Regions from separate parts of the Mus musculus genome. Here regions 1 and 3 are each linked to region 2. Evidence: chromatin contacts called from public ChIA-PET and promoter capture Hi-C data. All regions are on one chromosome and are shown on one strand. Each heading gives the region's core, a stretch centred on a gene start, on an enhancer-like site or on the middle of the called end of the contact. The rest is flanking DNA. Distances are from core to core; before and after follow the strand shown. Region 1 holds the start of 1700037C18Rik (RIKEN cDNA 1700037C18 gene). Region 2 holds the start of Ubald1 (UBA-like domain containing 1). Region 3 holds the start of Nlrc3 (NLR family, CARD domain containing 3).

Region 1 (4,155 bases), core at 1,170-3,669, 970 kb before region 2:
CCCTTGGCTGGGTCCATGCTGGAACTGGAAGCTGAGGAAAGAGGAAAGAAAAGTCACTCAGAGGGGCCCAATCTAAAACATTACCTTGGGGTCCTCGGCCCTTACAACCTTCAAGGCAGTGCCTCCTTGGCACTACTTCCTTGAAAGAACTAGTGAGGGTGAGGAAGGGATGTCAGTGGGTCAAACCTGAAATGTCATGAATCCTTCATTTATAAAATGAAGGAACTGAGGCAAAGTTGTCCAAGGTCCATCAAAATAGAGAGAATAGGAACCTAGAACTCCTATCCCAGATTGTCTCCTCTGCCTTACACATCCCAAAAGGCTTTTGCTGTGGTCCTGAGACTTCAAAGGACTTATTGTGTACATTGATGTTCTGAATCAATAGTGGGGCACACGGATTAAAAAAAAAATTAAACAAGATCTTGGCCCCTGGAGCATGACATTATTTTAGTGTGTCCTGGCCACTGCATCCTTTCCTAGTTCTTGGCAGAAGGCTAGGAAATGAAAAGGCCCATTTGAGTTCCCTTCAGTCTTTCTTTCGTGTCTTTAGTCCTGCCTTAACAGAGCTTACCTGTATTTCCCAGGCTGTCCCTGGGCAAGTGGGCTTCCAGAAGGGCTGAGCAATGGCTGTTACCTGGACCCAGGGTCCCCTGTGGCAGGTCCAGGGGCCAGGGTGAGCCTTCAGGCCGTGTCAGGCTGCCCCCAGCCATGAGCCGGCCTAGCCAGTGGCTTCCACATTGGCCAGCAGGCTGCATGTGGCCTGGCAGGTAGAGAGCCAGGCTCCGGAGGTGTCGCAGTCGGAAGTTCTTGGGCTTGCTTCCCTGAGCACTGGGGCCCTGCTGCTGCTGGGCCCCCAATCCTCCCTCATAGATGTTGGGTGGTGTGTCAGGGTGGCTGGGGCGTCCTGGGGCCCAGCTCACTGCATCTGCAAGAGAGAGAGAGAGAGCAGGAGGGTGATGGCCAGTGGGAACAGCATCTGGGGGAAATGCAAGTACCAACTCATACGTAGCTTCTACTCCCTGGCTATCCAGTCTTAGTTCCTGTCTATTCCCACTACTCCGCTGCTCCCCTAACAGAGGCGCCCAAGCAGCCCAGGACTTTGGCACTGAGATCCCGTTGAGCACTTCAAGCTCGTTTTGTGCTCTCTACTCTAAAAAGAGTATGCTGGCACCAGTGTATATAAGCACAGTGGGTACAAGAGGGCATGCCTGGCCCAGTCATATAGCCTAGATCAGGAGTTACTCCCTTCCCAAGCATGCACATCCCTGGGCTCTCCCCAGTAGCTTTGGGCCCAGGTTGGGACAGTGTGGCATCTCTGCTGCTGCTCCTCCCTGCAGCCAGGCACCTTCTCTTATTCGAAGCTCAGAGAATGCACAGACCAAGGCTTCCATGGAGGGCCAGTATGGTGGGGGAGGAGTGGCCAGGCCTTCTGTGCAGTAGGGCCTGCTCTCCCCTGTCTAGGGGGTGGATCTGCAGGTCTCCCATAGCAACTGGTCCTTATGATGTCACAGTAAAGACTAGTCTTCCTGGACCTCCTAGTTTGGGAGAGTATGGTATGTCAGGGGCAAGGAGGGAGGCGGGCAAGGGAAGAGACCAGAAACCTAGGGTAAATTTGTTGATGTTAGATTCAGAGCAAGCCACATAAGACAAATTGGCTTTGGTATGCTGGAAAGTCATTCGCTAGGCTTCCTCATTTGTGGCAGGGAGAACGAGGATTTGGAGAACAAACCTGTAGAGATCTGAATCATGCTGAGAAGATGGTTCTGGGTGACACTTGTCTAATTATCCATTTTCTCATAGGTTAAGCAGTATGTAGATAATGCCAATTTTTTTCCTGTGCATTCTGACAAACTGGAACAATTATTCTGCTGGTAGAAATATAAAACTACAGGTTCTTTAGAATCTTAACTCCACCACAACTCTGTTTCATTATAGAAAATTTAGTTCTAGGTTTTACATCTAGGTGTATGAACCATTGTTTTTTACATAGATATTAATTTGCTATGGATTGCTCATTGTTTCAAAACCATTTGTTGCAAAGACTGTTCAAATGCATTGTCCCCCATGTTAGACTAGCCACGAATGTATGGCCCTACCCCACATATTTTTGTCCTTAAGTATCTACTCTTGGTCAGTACCACCGTGTTCTAGCCAAGGGCACCTTTACTTCTTGCACCTACCCATTTTCCTTATCGCCCACCCTTCCTGGCACAGCTCTCCTCTCTCCAGCCCTGCTTTTGTCGCGGTTGTCCTCGACTCGTAGCAGTCACCAAGGAGAGTTCTCTGTAGAGCCTGTGCTGACCCTGACACCCTAGGCGTGGTACACCAGCACTACCTCGCTCCACAGTTTCCAGGGCAACCTCTGGCGCGCGAGTCTGGGCGCCAATTTCCGGCTTGTCGGGAATACTGACTAGCTGTGCGTGCACAAAAGCCTTCCGGGTACAGGTCTCGAATTCTGCCCAGGGTAGGGTATCTTCGTTCCTGTCATTCTGTGGATACTTTATGAGGCTTCGACTGCGGGGTTTAGCTATGCTTTTACAAATACAAAGGAGACTCGGTCACAAAAGGTTATAATGTGCTCCATATATCAGTGAGGTAATGAGAGTTCCAACGGGACCAGAGCCAAAAGCGCTCTCTGAAAGACTATGACGTTGCGCAGCTCGCAAGGTGCTTGGCGCCACCTGTTGGTCTGTGTCCTGCGCTTGCGCTCACCACCCCTCTTCGCTTCCTGTCCTGTTTGGCCTGGTCCGCACGCTGTCCAAGGCCTCTGAGCGTTGCTATAGAGACCGGAGAGCGCTGGGCCTGCGAACTCTACAGAGACGGGCAGCGGCGCCCCAGTGGACTCTTGGGGACCAGAGCGCCATGTCTTTCCGCGACCTCCGCAGTAAGGCTGCACCCGGCTTTCCCGTGGGCTTCCCAGGATCTCGAGACTCCCCTGCCGGACCCCTGCCAGAGCCGTGGGCCCAGGCAGGCCGTGGGTCCCTGGGCCAGCCAGGGGCTGACAGAACTTTACAGCACCTTTGGAAAGTTCGGTCCGTCACTGGCCACGTGTAGCTAGAACACTGGGAATGTGTCTCGAGCCGCTGAAGAACTGAATGTTTAATTTCACCTCATTTTATCTCTGGTTGTCACGGCCACATTTGCAGCCGCATTAGAAAGGTCTTGCGGAAATGGAGACTTCTTCTGCATTTAGTTTGTAGAAAGAACCAGTAAAGCCGAGGAAGTGGCCGGATGAATGGATGGCTAGTGCTGCTAGGTTGTTTTGTTCATTTTTGAGGGTTTGTTTTGTTTGTTTGTATGTTACAATCTGTCACATGCTGTCCTCTATGTGGGCAATATTTCATTTACTCCTAGCAGGTTTGTGCCCTGGTTAGAGATGAAACAGGCAGCAAGAGGTCAAAGTAATTGAACGAGTTGCTTTAGAGTTTGAATCCAGCTTGCCTGAATGCCAAATACTGGGCAGAGAACTTGGCTAGAGAGTGGGGAAGCAGACTACTCTTACTCGTTATACTCTTTGGGGGAAACATCCTTTTTGTGGCAGGTGATTATATTTCACCCTTATTGTTCCTAGTTTTAACTGCAAGTTAAGTAGTATAGCTACCCCTGGTTCACACAGCTAGAGTGATGGGACTGTGTGACCTAAAAAATCTTACTTCACTTACAGAAGAGTAGCAGCTATTAGGGTCGTGTTGTCTAGGGTTTGAGGGTATTTGAAACAGTGTAATTATGACTGTCCCACGTAGTTTTTGATGAGGCTGGCACTTTACTGGGATCATTGAATAGTGATCATTGTACTGGAAAGAATATTTAAAAGGAGTATTTCAGAATTTATACTGATTTATATTTTTTTACCTTAAATAAATGCTGTATAGTGTGTAATCTATGAGACTGTCACCATTTATAACAGTGGAGAACTTGATAGCTACTACTTAGCTAAAAGGAGTGTTTAGGCAAAACCTGACTTTTTTCATAGAGGTATAAGGAAAAGCTGCAATATAAAGGGTATACATATATGGGATATATGTGTGTGTGTGATATAAGGGAAAGAAATAAGGGAAGGATGCTTCCTATCTTTCTACCATCTCTTCGTGACCTAGCAGAGTCTGCCTGCCCTGCTTTGTTGCCCAGATAGATTGTTTGGAATGCTGAATGTAC
Region 2 (4,597 bases), core at 1,816-4,315:
AGCATAACTTCCATCTCTGGAGGGATGTCCCTAACACGAACAGCTAGAGGGTGACCCAGAAACTGAAGACTGCTTCCATGACAGCTTTTGGGACAGCTCCTTAGCCACCTGTTGTTCTGAGCTACAGCCTCTTCAAGCAGAAATAGGGCAAAATAGGGGCATACCATCAAAGCTAGAATTGGTGTCCTCCATTTTACAGACAGGAAAACTGAGGATGAAGTGGCTTAAGACCCTGGGCTAGCACGAGGTGGGAATAGGAACAGAACCCTGAACTGGGACTCTAGGCTAACACTCAGGACTGGCCAAAAAGTGTGGTGAAAGAGGACTTGGTGTAGCTGGGCGTGGTGGCGCACACCTTTAATCCCAGCACTCAGGAGGCAGAGGCAAGTGGATTTCTGAGTTGGAGGCCAGCCTGGTCTACAAAGTGAGTTTCAGGACAGCCAGAGCTGTAGAGAAACCCTGTCTCGAAAAACCAAAAAAAAAAAAAAGAGGACTTGGTGTAAAAGCCTGTGTCACTGGGGAAGGGAGCCCCAGGGTGGCCTCAGGGAACCCAAAGGATAGCGTCTGTACTGACCGTATCCTGCCTTGGCCTGATTCAGGAAAAGAGGAAACTGGATGCTGTTGTGAAAGTGCTGGGTGAGCACGGTTATCAAGTGGGTGAGGGGTCCCCTGGAGCCTGCTAAGCTTCAGCCTAGGCAGTACCACTCCTCACTCCAACCCAGAACAGCAGGAGGCCAGGCCAGCCAGCAGGACTGGGAGCCCCTTGCCTCTGATTTCACACAGAAACCCAGGCTGAGACCAGGCTTGCTCTTTTATTTTTCCAGTATATTCCAATGAATTATTCTGGGAATGCCCTGCTGGTGGTGCCCAACACCAGTGTTCCCAAGCAGTGGAGTGGGGATGAATCTGGGGTCACTCAAGGCCTCCTAGCAGGGGCAGCTGCTCCTCTAGCCCAGGACCCCAACATGACACACCCGTACTGTCCTCCAAAGGGCAGTATAGAGAAGAATCTGGCCAACTACACAGAGGTGTGTGTGTGTGTGTGTCCCCCCCCCCTCCCCGCCTCTGCCCCCATTAGCACCTGAATCTGAGAATGTGACCCAGAAACACTGCCTGGAGTATGCTACCAACCAGGAGGGTGGGGGAGGGCTAACCATGAGGAACCCCTCACACCTAGGCAGATGCCTCAGGTCAAGGGGAGCTCACAGCTTATTCTTCACTTTGTACCCGGTGACAGGGAGACTCTGCAAGCCCAGAGCACAGAGAACTTACCCATGTCAGTCAGCCTGTTTCCAGGCTGCAGGAAGTCCCTGCTCCTCCTGAAGACAGTTTTCCCTAATCTTGGTAGCCATATATCTCAGTCCATCCCCCTCCAGCCTGCGCCACACTGAGAGAGGGGCCGAGTCTTCCACACGGCCCATTTCCCATGAGACACCTGCCTGCCTGCCCAGCCTGGGGCAAGGACCTGCAAGCAGAGCCACTGGGCTCCAGCAACTGCCATGAATGTGGTTTTACAAGTTTTACCACATCCAACCCAAGAGACAACAGGGCAGATTAAGACTGTTGCAGAGCTGAGCAGTAAGGCACTTCCCTGGGGTGGGGCTGCAGGGGGAGGGGACAGAAGGCAGAGCGTTCAGGCCTCAGAGGCTGACAAGCACTGCTACCTCCAGGGGTAAGCAAATCCAGGCTAAAGGAAGAAGCCTTCCCTCTCTTGCATAGGGACATTGGCCTGGAAGTCTAGCAGGGAGTAGATAAACAGATCGAAGGCTTGGTATCCAGAGCTGGAAGGGCTACAGTCTTCCCAGCCTGGGGAGGTTCTGATCCTGCACCAGGAAGTTAAGCCTTGGTCTCCACTTCCTGGCTTTTCCTACTGAAAATGGGATGGTTCCCACTGGGAAGCCAAGCTCTGGGGTCTCCAACTGGGCACAGAATACTAGACTGGCTCTGGTTGTGACTCACACATGTACCCACACAGCTACAAGCCAGAGAGTCTCATCTCGATACCCACAAGTGGTGAATGTGGGGTTTTGAGTTAGAGGAACAGAGGCATCTTAGTAACACAAAAGACTGGGCACATAATCCTACCGGTCAAGAGAAACCTGGGAGTAGATGAGAGCCAGACTGACCTTCCCATCTTCTGTCTAAAATGCCCTAAAATAAGTGAACCGTATACAGTACACCATCCCAAGATACAGGTTCCTTTGTCAGGCCCGAGGATACCCAGGTCTTCATAAGGATCCCGCCCCGGTGACACCTTTGGAGTGGGCTACACACATACAGACTCTCGTAATTTACTCTGAGGATCCAGCACACCACCCATACACTCCATGACGTATATGAACATACACCGCACCATACCCAGCACGATTACCATCAGCAAACCACCACCTATGTACACGCTGCACACACACACCAAACATGACACAAAGGTATCCTGTATCAGACACGCACTCGAGACGGGCTTTGAGTCCGCACACGCGCCCACATGCCCACAACCTTCGATGTGCCCTGCTGACGCCCAAGCGCGGTGCGTGCGTAAATACAAATCCACATGTACGTGTGCGCACTCCCGCAAACCGCCCACCCGGCACACCGACCCTGAGACCGCTCTCTCCAAGCGACTCCGCCTCCGGCACGGCCCTGGGCGTCTTCCAGGCGGCTGTCTCCTCCTCAGCCGTTACCGGGACCGGGGGGGGGGGGGTGTTGGGGGAGGGTATCCAGTCCTGATAGCGGGGTTTCCGGGGCTCTGGCCTGGCGGTCGGTGATGCCCGCAGCCGGCACCCCGGCACGTGTCCACACCGCCCGCGCCCGTCCCCGGTTCCCCTACGCACCTCGAACTGCCAGTGGGCCGCTTGTAGCAGTTGCTTCGCCTGATCGGCCGCACAGCCCGCCGTCAGCACGAACTGGTTGATCATGACCTGGTGTTTGAGCTCGTCCATGTTCACGGACATGGCGCCGCCGTGCAGCCCGCTCCGGCCTCCCTGCGCGCTAGCCTCACGCGTCCACCATTAGCGAGCCGGCCCCGGCTAATACAAATATTTACTGTGCGCTCTGACTCACCGCGCCTCGCTGCCCCGCGGCCGGCGAAGCATGCTGGGATGTGTAGTCCGCGACGCCCCCGCCGAACGGACCGGGAAGGAGCGTGGACGCCCTCTCCCGAGCGATCTCAGTGGGGCGCGCAGCCCGTGCCCCAGGCTGAGAGGCGAAGTTGCGAACCAGGGACCATTGCACAAGCTTGCCTTATCACTGGGCCCTGGAGGTCCTGTGTGCTGCTGTGCTTAGCATCACAATATTAATAGGCGCGCTCTTAGGGGACTCTCTGATAGCTTTGGTCCTACTCCACTGCCCTAGGCTGAAACACTCCTAAAATCCTGAGACTTAGAAAACGCTCGGTATCGCAGAGCATCTGCCTTTCAAGGCGCTGCTAGAAATCACCACCTCCTGGAAGCATTCCAGAGCTCGCAAGGCATCTTTGCCTAACTCTTGGCCAGTCGTGCAGGAAGAGCGTCTTAAAAAAAAAAAAAAAAAAAAAAAAAAAAAAAAAGACAGCCCCTGCTCCGGAGCCTTGGCGTCCCCTTTCTTTCAACTCCCACTTTCCCACGCAAAAGAAAAACTTCCAGCAGCCTGCTGGCAAAAGGACCGCGCGGAGCACGTACAGAAACGGCCACGACTGCCATTCCCACAATGCCCCGGTTTATTTGCATCTTTCTGTCCCAGTGACGTCACCTGAGTGAGGTCGCGACTGTACCAATGGGCCGTCACGGGGTGTTAGGACCTGGCCATATAAGGTAAACAAAGCTGGCCGCCCAATGAGGCGGCGGCGGGGGCGGGCGCATCACGTGGCGTGGGGGCGGGGTCGGGAGCTGGGTGCGTGATTTCGCAGGCGGTGTTTACAGCCCCGCACATGCCACTTCCGGCTGACGTCGCGGTTGGTAGAGTGGCCGGTCGGACGTGGAAGAGTCGCCCAGAAGCTGGGGGGAGGAGAGGGCTGGCGTTGTCTTCTCGGCTGAGAGACGTTGCCCGGGTTCTTTGCTCTCACTGGCCTCACCTTTGACCTGGCCCCCTGTAGAACCAGCCGGGAGGGGAGGCGTTAGGTCCGAAAGCTTCATTATAGCGACACTGCCCCGAGGAAGTAAGCGCAGGCCTCGGAAGCCAACTGCGGGCTCTTGAGACGTTTTGATACACCTGATCCTTTGTTCTCGCTAGGACCGCTGAGGCCGTAAAGGTGTGGGGCCCAGTTGATACCTAGGGAAATGGAGTTCTATCTTGCCCTTCACTCCTAGGGGCTCTCCGATCGGGTGGCTGGAGGAAGATGGGAAGGAGGTGGGACTGAAAGATCCTTAGATAGGAAGAAAAGGAGGAAGAAACGAGGACGGGGAGCTTGGAAGGCTCTGAGTTATAGCTGCGAGTTTAGTTTATGGGTAGCAGCGGGACTAGTGAGTGTCTCCCTTTCTTAGACGTTTTGCCCATCTGTCCACACGAAGTAAGATTTCAGCCTCTTTGCTGCCTTTTGGAGAAACACTCAGCAGTAGTCTTTGCATATCAACAGTACCCCAATTTTTTTGCTTTTGCTGAGAATATGCCTTTATTTCTAGGA
Region 3 (4,491 bases), core at 256-2,755, 900 kb before region 2:
TAGTAGGATATTGTCAGGGCATGGAACAAGGCTAGCTATTGCCTTCTGTAATTGGATGCCCACCAGATAATCTTATTACTGCTAAACAATAAGGTTGTTGTAAACAAGAGGATGAGGCAACCATGTTTTCAAAGGACTTAGATCAGTGCTTCTTGACTCTGGCAAAGCATTATGTCTGGTGGAGCCTATTCTGTGCCATGCTTCTCTGCCAGGGCCACAGACCCGGCCTGAGCCAGGTGAGTCCCTTCCAAATGCCGGCCTTGCCCCACCTAGCTTAGCTAGGGTGGGGACGGGGAAGGGGGGGGCAGGGGGAGGCGGCACTGTTCATATCTCTGGCCACACACATAGTACCTTGGGTTTTTTTGTATGACCTACTCTTTACCCTCATCTCCCTCCCCAGGCCTGACTTAGCAACCATAGCAACTATCTGGTTTCTGAGATCAGCATCCTGAAAGAAGTAACTTCTGCCCTAAGGATACACCACAGCATTGACCTGGAGTACCAGCAAGCAGGTAGATCTAGCCCTCCCAGCAGCAAAGTAGATACAACCGTTGCGGGATGGCCAAAGTGAGCCTGTGATAAGGAGGGGAGCCGGGAGGAGCCCCAGGGCCTAGAAGCCTGTCCATGGGTGGACACCATAGCTAACACTCCCTGTGTTTAACATTCACTAGGCTTTGCAGCCACACCTCTTACAGAGGCCTCCCTTGGTTAGCAGTCTCAGAATGACAAGTTTTAACTAACGCCAGGGTGTGGCTAGGAGTGGCCCTGGGGGAGGGGTATTATGGGAAAGCTGGGAGTTGTATGTAGCACGCCCCTTGACCTTTGGGGTAGGTGCTGGAGTTGTGACTCCACTTACAGGTGGCAAATGAACACAAGAAGAGGGTCACCTGCTTGGGATCACAGCCTTGGAGGAACCGGGTTCCAATCGTGGTGCTGCTTACTTGCAACCTGCAATGCATCCTGCTCCGCCCATGCCATCACCAAGAACACAGAGCTGGGTCTTCTCCCCTAGAACTTGTGGATCATCACCCTGGGCACAAGTGAGTCTACCAGACACTGACGCATCCAGACCCAGCAGCTCCAACACCCAGGGCTCAGCACTCCGTAGCCTCCTCGTGCCCTCAGGCCTTCAGAGCCTCTACCCTCCCTAGCAGCTTTTCCTGAGTCCTCCCTTGCACCGATGTGCTCTGGGTGCTACTTACCTTCCTGCCATGGTGGCTGCTCCAGGGTGCTAAAGGGCTCCGCCTGCATGCTCCTGGGCACAGCTCTGCTCCAGTGAGCGGGAGGCCATGTTTATGGCTGAATGCCTTGGGTAGTCAGTGGCAGGTCAGCTGAGGCTGAGACCTTGGTCTGTCCAGAGCTGAGGAAACCTTCTCTGAAGAGATCAGGGGAGTTTATCACACTGATCACGCCAGGGCTGGGAGTGACAGACCTACCACATCCTGTAGTCCCCAGGAGCCCACCCACTGTCACTGCAGCCCCTCAGCTCTTCCTGTCCTCCACCTCAACCTTCCTTCCTGTCTAGTTTTAAAAGCTAACAGCCTCGCTGACAAATCAGTGAGCTGCTTGGCCCCAGGCTCACCTCTTTGGTTCTGTCACATCCCCCAGAGTAGGGAAGTTATGTTGGATCTCCATTCTGGGACTGAGCATCCTCACAGCATGTGCTCGGGATGGGTACAGTGCCAAAATTGTTGACATTCATTCTCCATCCTCCAACAGACTGTCAGAAGGTGGGGGGTGGGGAAGCAGGGGGCAGGGAGGAGGTCAGCACCTGGGTTTAGGTCACACTGCTGAGAGATAGTCAGTGGGGCCGGAATGCCTGCATGCCTCCAGGCTTTGATACCCAGTGACCTTCCTCTTATTAAAGCACGTCTTTCACCCTAGAGGTGCTTCTGACCTAGCCCTATCCCTGTGAGTCAGTGGACCCTGGAATGCAGCACACAGCTATTCACAGCAGGAAGGTAGGTGTCCTGCTCAGATGCAGAAGAAAGGATAAGGACAAGGACGTGGCTGAGAGCGATCAAAAGAGAAAAAAAAAAGCTTGCAATAAATGGACCATTTAGAATGTCTTCTACTGATGGGGGAGTAGGGAGGGGGGAAGGAAGCCATTTACTGTGACAGCTCTGACTGACTTAGGAGACGTGGTAGCCAAGTGACCAAGGGGCCTTGGGCTCTTCAGCAAGCACACAGAGTTCTCAGGCATCTGTTGAGTTCCGATGTTGAGAGCAGCCTGCATGCAGGGGTGCAGGAGGCATGTGGCAGACCTTTGTTTCCCATGGAGAGGTAGGACTTTGGTGCTAGGTTAGAAATGCTGTTTTGGAACGTCTGCCACCCATCTCTTTCCCTACTGAGCACAGAGGAGCAGGCTGGGAACTTGTGGACACCGTGGCAGACCATGGGAAGCCTGAGGAGGCTCTAAGCAGGGGAAGCAGAGAGCTATAGTCCTGGCCAAGGGGTGCAGCAAAGGTGCTTTGTGGGCCAGTCACACGAGGCCCAAGAGGCTCAGCCTGCCTCCTCCAGAGATCTAGCAGGAGAGGAAACAGCCTTCTTCCTGAGGATCTTGGGGAACATCCTAGTGCTAGCTCCTTCCTCTCCTCCCAGTAATGGCCACCAGCCCCATACATGGGCTATTCTGATGTGTGTGTGTGTGCACGCACATGCATACACACATGCCCAAATATACACATTTCTCCAGGGTCTTCTTCACTCTGAGACTTTGTTACCTGAGAGCAAACAGCAAGGCAGTTAGTAGGCTCAGTTCTTCTTAACTTGGGGAGTGTAAGGCTTCCAGCCTGCAGTCAGGGGCCTTTTCCTATGGTTTCCTTACCTGAGCTAGTAGTTGTTTATCCAAGCTAGGCTGTGGTTCAACACAGACAAGCCTAGCCCATGGCAAGGGCTGGACCACAGAAGTGAACAGGCTAGAGGTCTGTTCATATTACCCAGACCTCCCTGTCCACCCAGACCACATCTGGTGATATGTATGATGTACTTGTGTCCAGCACACATTCTGTGTTGGGGCTAAGTACTTCTTGTGCTAACCATATGAAGGCAGTGTGGTTTCTGGAAGAGGACTCCTCCTCACTTTAATCAATGAGTAGTCCCAGTGCCCATGTAGCTTCAGCATCACCGAAGGATGAGGCAGCCATGCACCTTGATTTCAATCAGCTGGCCCAGTGCTGTGATGCTGGAGCCAGGGTGTTTTGTGGGAAGGTCCCTGCTTGCTGGCCGCTGCTCTGGCTGATGGCCACGCCTTCATTGCCTACGTTCACTTTAACCTACCTCCTCCAGAGGCAGCAACTGGCTGTTTTAAAGTAAGTGAATGATGCTGGATACATAGGTTCAGGGGTTCAGAAATCTATCACTGGACTACCCATGGCACTTGGCTTCCAATTGCCTGCCTGGCCATCAAACGCAGGAATGGTTTCTTTCTGGTTGACCACAACCAGGACACATTCCACAAACACCAAGCTGTGTTCTCACCTCCCTAAGCACTGCTGGCCTCTGAGATCACCTCATAACTCTTTCCCAGGAATCTGTTCTTGATGTCGTAGCTTTCTTATTATAGTGCTAGAAACTTAACCCAGAGCCTTAGGTATACGAGGCAGGTGCTCTATCATCAAACTGCACTCTAGCTCCTAAAAGAATGGCTGGCTGACCTTTCTTTCCACATAGCCTGGAAACAGATCTAGGTCGGTGTTAACAAGGCAAGCTGACTCAGCAGGCCCAACAGGCCCAGCCTGGTACTTGTGACACTCCAGTTGACTGAGACTGTCCCTGGCCTGCTTCCCTGAGCAGCAGCAGCAGCAGCAGTTAGTGCCCGTGAGGACCCCATTAGTGTGATGAACACAGAGACAATGTTCTCGAGGAACCGTTGGTCAGTGGACAGTAAGCAGTCCTGGCACCCCAAGAAAAGAACACGCGCAAAGGTGTTGTAGGCAGCAGAGCAGGGGGCCCAAGCTCACTGTGTGTTCCCGGTGGTTTTCTCAGAGAGGAGTGTCTAGTTTATTTATTTATTTATTTTTAAATAAAGTCTTCTTTGTTTTTATTGCACATTATATAAAACAACTTCACTGTATTTAAAACACACAAGGACACTCACAGGCTGTGAAAACCCAAACTTCTGTTTTTTTCTGGTCCCAGAGTCCACACTGGGTCAAGGAGGCTTAACACAAATGGGTGGAGCCCACAAACATGCTTACTTTGGGGGTCTTCATAGCTGTGCTGGGCCCTACTTGTAGGATGCTGGTGACAGTGGCAAGTATCTGGGCAAGCACAGGGTGCAGGCCGCCCGTCGGTGTCTGGTCTGCCATGGCGGCTGGGCTGGTTTCAATGCTGAGAAGGCTGGACCCAGTTGCCTGTCCCAGAATATAGGGCAGCTGTGCTTGGGTGTGCTGGACACAGAGAGGCAAGTGAAGAAGGCTCAGGTCTTGCTCTGGTCGCTGGTGTGGCCCACTGCCTTTCAGGAACACACAGGATGGGGACCCTGGTTGG

Evidence for each region. Promoter capture Hi-C pulls out the DNA fragments that hold promoters and counts their contacts. ChIA-PET counts read pairs in DNA pulled down with a chosen protein or histone mark.
Region 1: a contact with region 2 is called in a promoter capture Hi-C map of pre-B cells, with 2.1 times the contacts expected there. The contact joins the promoter of 1700037C18Rik here to the promoter of Ubald1 in region 2. A contact is called at or near these places in 1 of 39 promoter capture datasets (pre-B cells), 1 of 484 Hi-C or Micro-C datasets (CD4 T cells) and 1 of 115 datasets of contacts at active chromatin or transcription factors (bone marrow-derived macrophages).
Region 3: an RNA polymerase II ChIA-PET map of memory CD8 T cells shows a contact between it and region 2, with 19 read pairs. The contact joins the promoter of Nlrc3 here to the promoter of Ubald1 in region 2.

What each region holds. Positions count from the first base shown.
Region 1 is chr16:3,906,270-3,910,424 of GRCm38.p6, forward strand. It overlaps 1700037C18Rik (RIKEN cDNA 1700037C18 gene), which reads right to left and starts at 2,420. Exons shown (of 3, transcript NM_028484.2): 1 at 2,181-2,420; 2 at 572-925; 3 at 1-31. The coding sequence starts at 2,184. Cluap1 (clusterin associated protein 1) reads left to right here and starts at 2,740. Exons shown (of 12, transcript NM_029738.2): 1 at 2,740-2,884. The coding sequence starts at 2,863. Gm41410 (predicted gene, 41410) reads right to left here and starts at 2,384. Exons shown (of 4, transcript NR_153801.1): 1 at 2,336-2,384; 2 at 635-925.
Region 2 is chr16:4,876,786-4,881,382 of GRCm38.p6, forward strand. Ubald1 (UBA-like domain containing 1) reads right to left here and starts at 3,066. Exons shown (of 3, transcript NM_145359.2): 1 at 2,832-3,066. The coding sequence starts at 2,951.
Region 3 is chr16:3,975,127-3,979,617 of GRCm38.p6, forward strand. Nlrc3 (NLR family, CARD domain containing 3) reads right to left here and starts at 1,506. Exons shown (of 18, transcript NM_001081280.2): 1 at 1,203-1,506. The coding sequence starts at 1,251. It overlaps Slx4 (SLX4 structure-specific endonuclease subunit homolog (S. cerevisiae)), which reads right to left. Exons shown (of 15, transcript NM_177472.5): 15 at 3,979-4,491.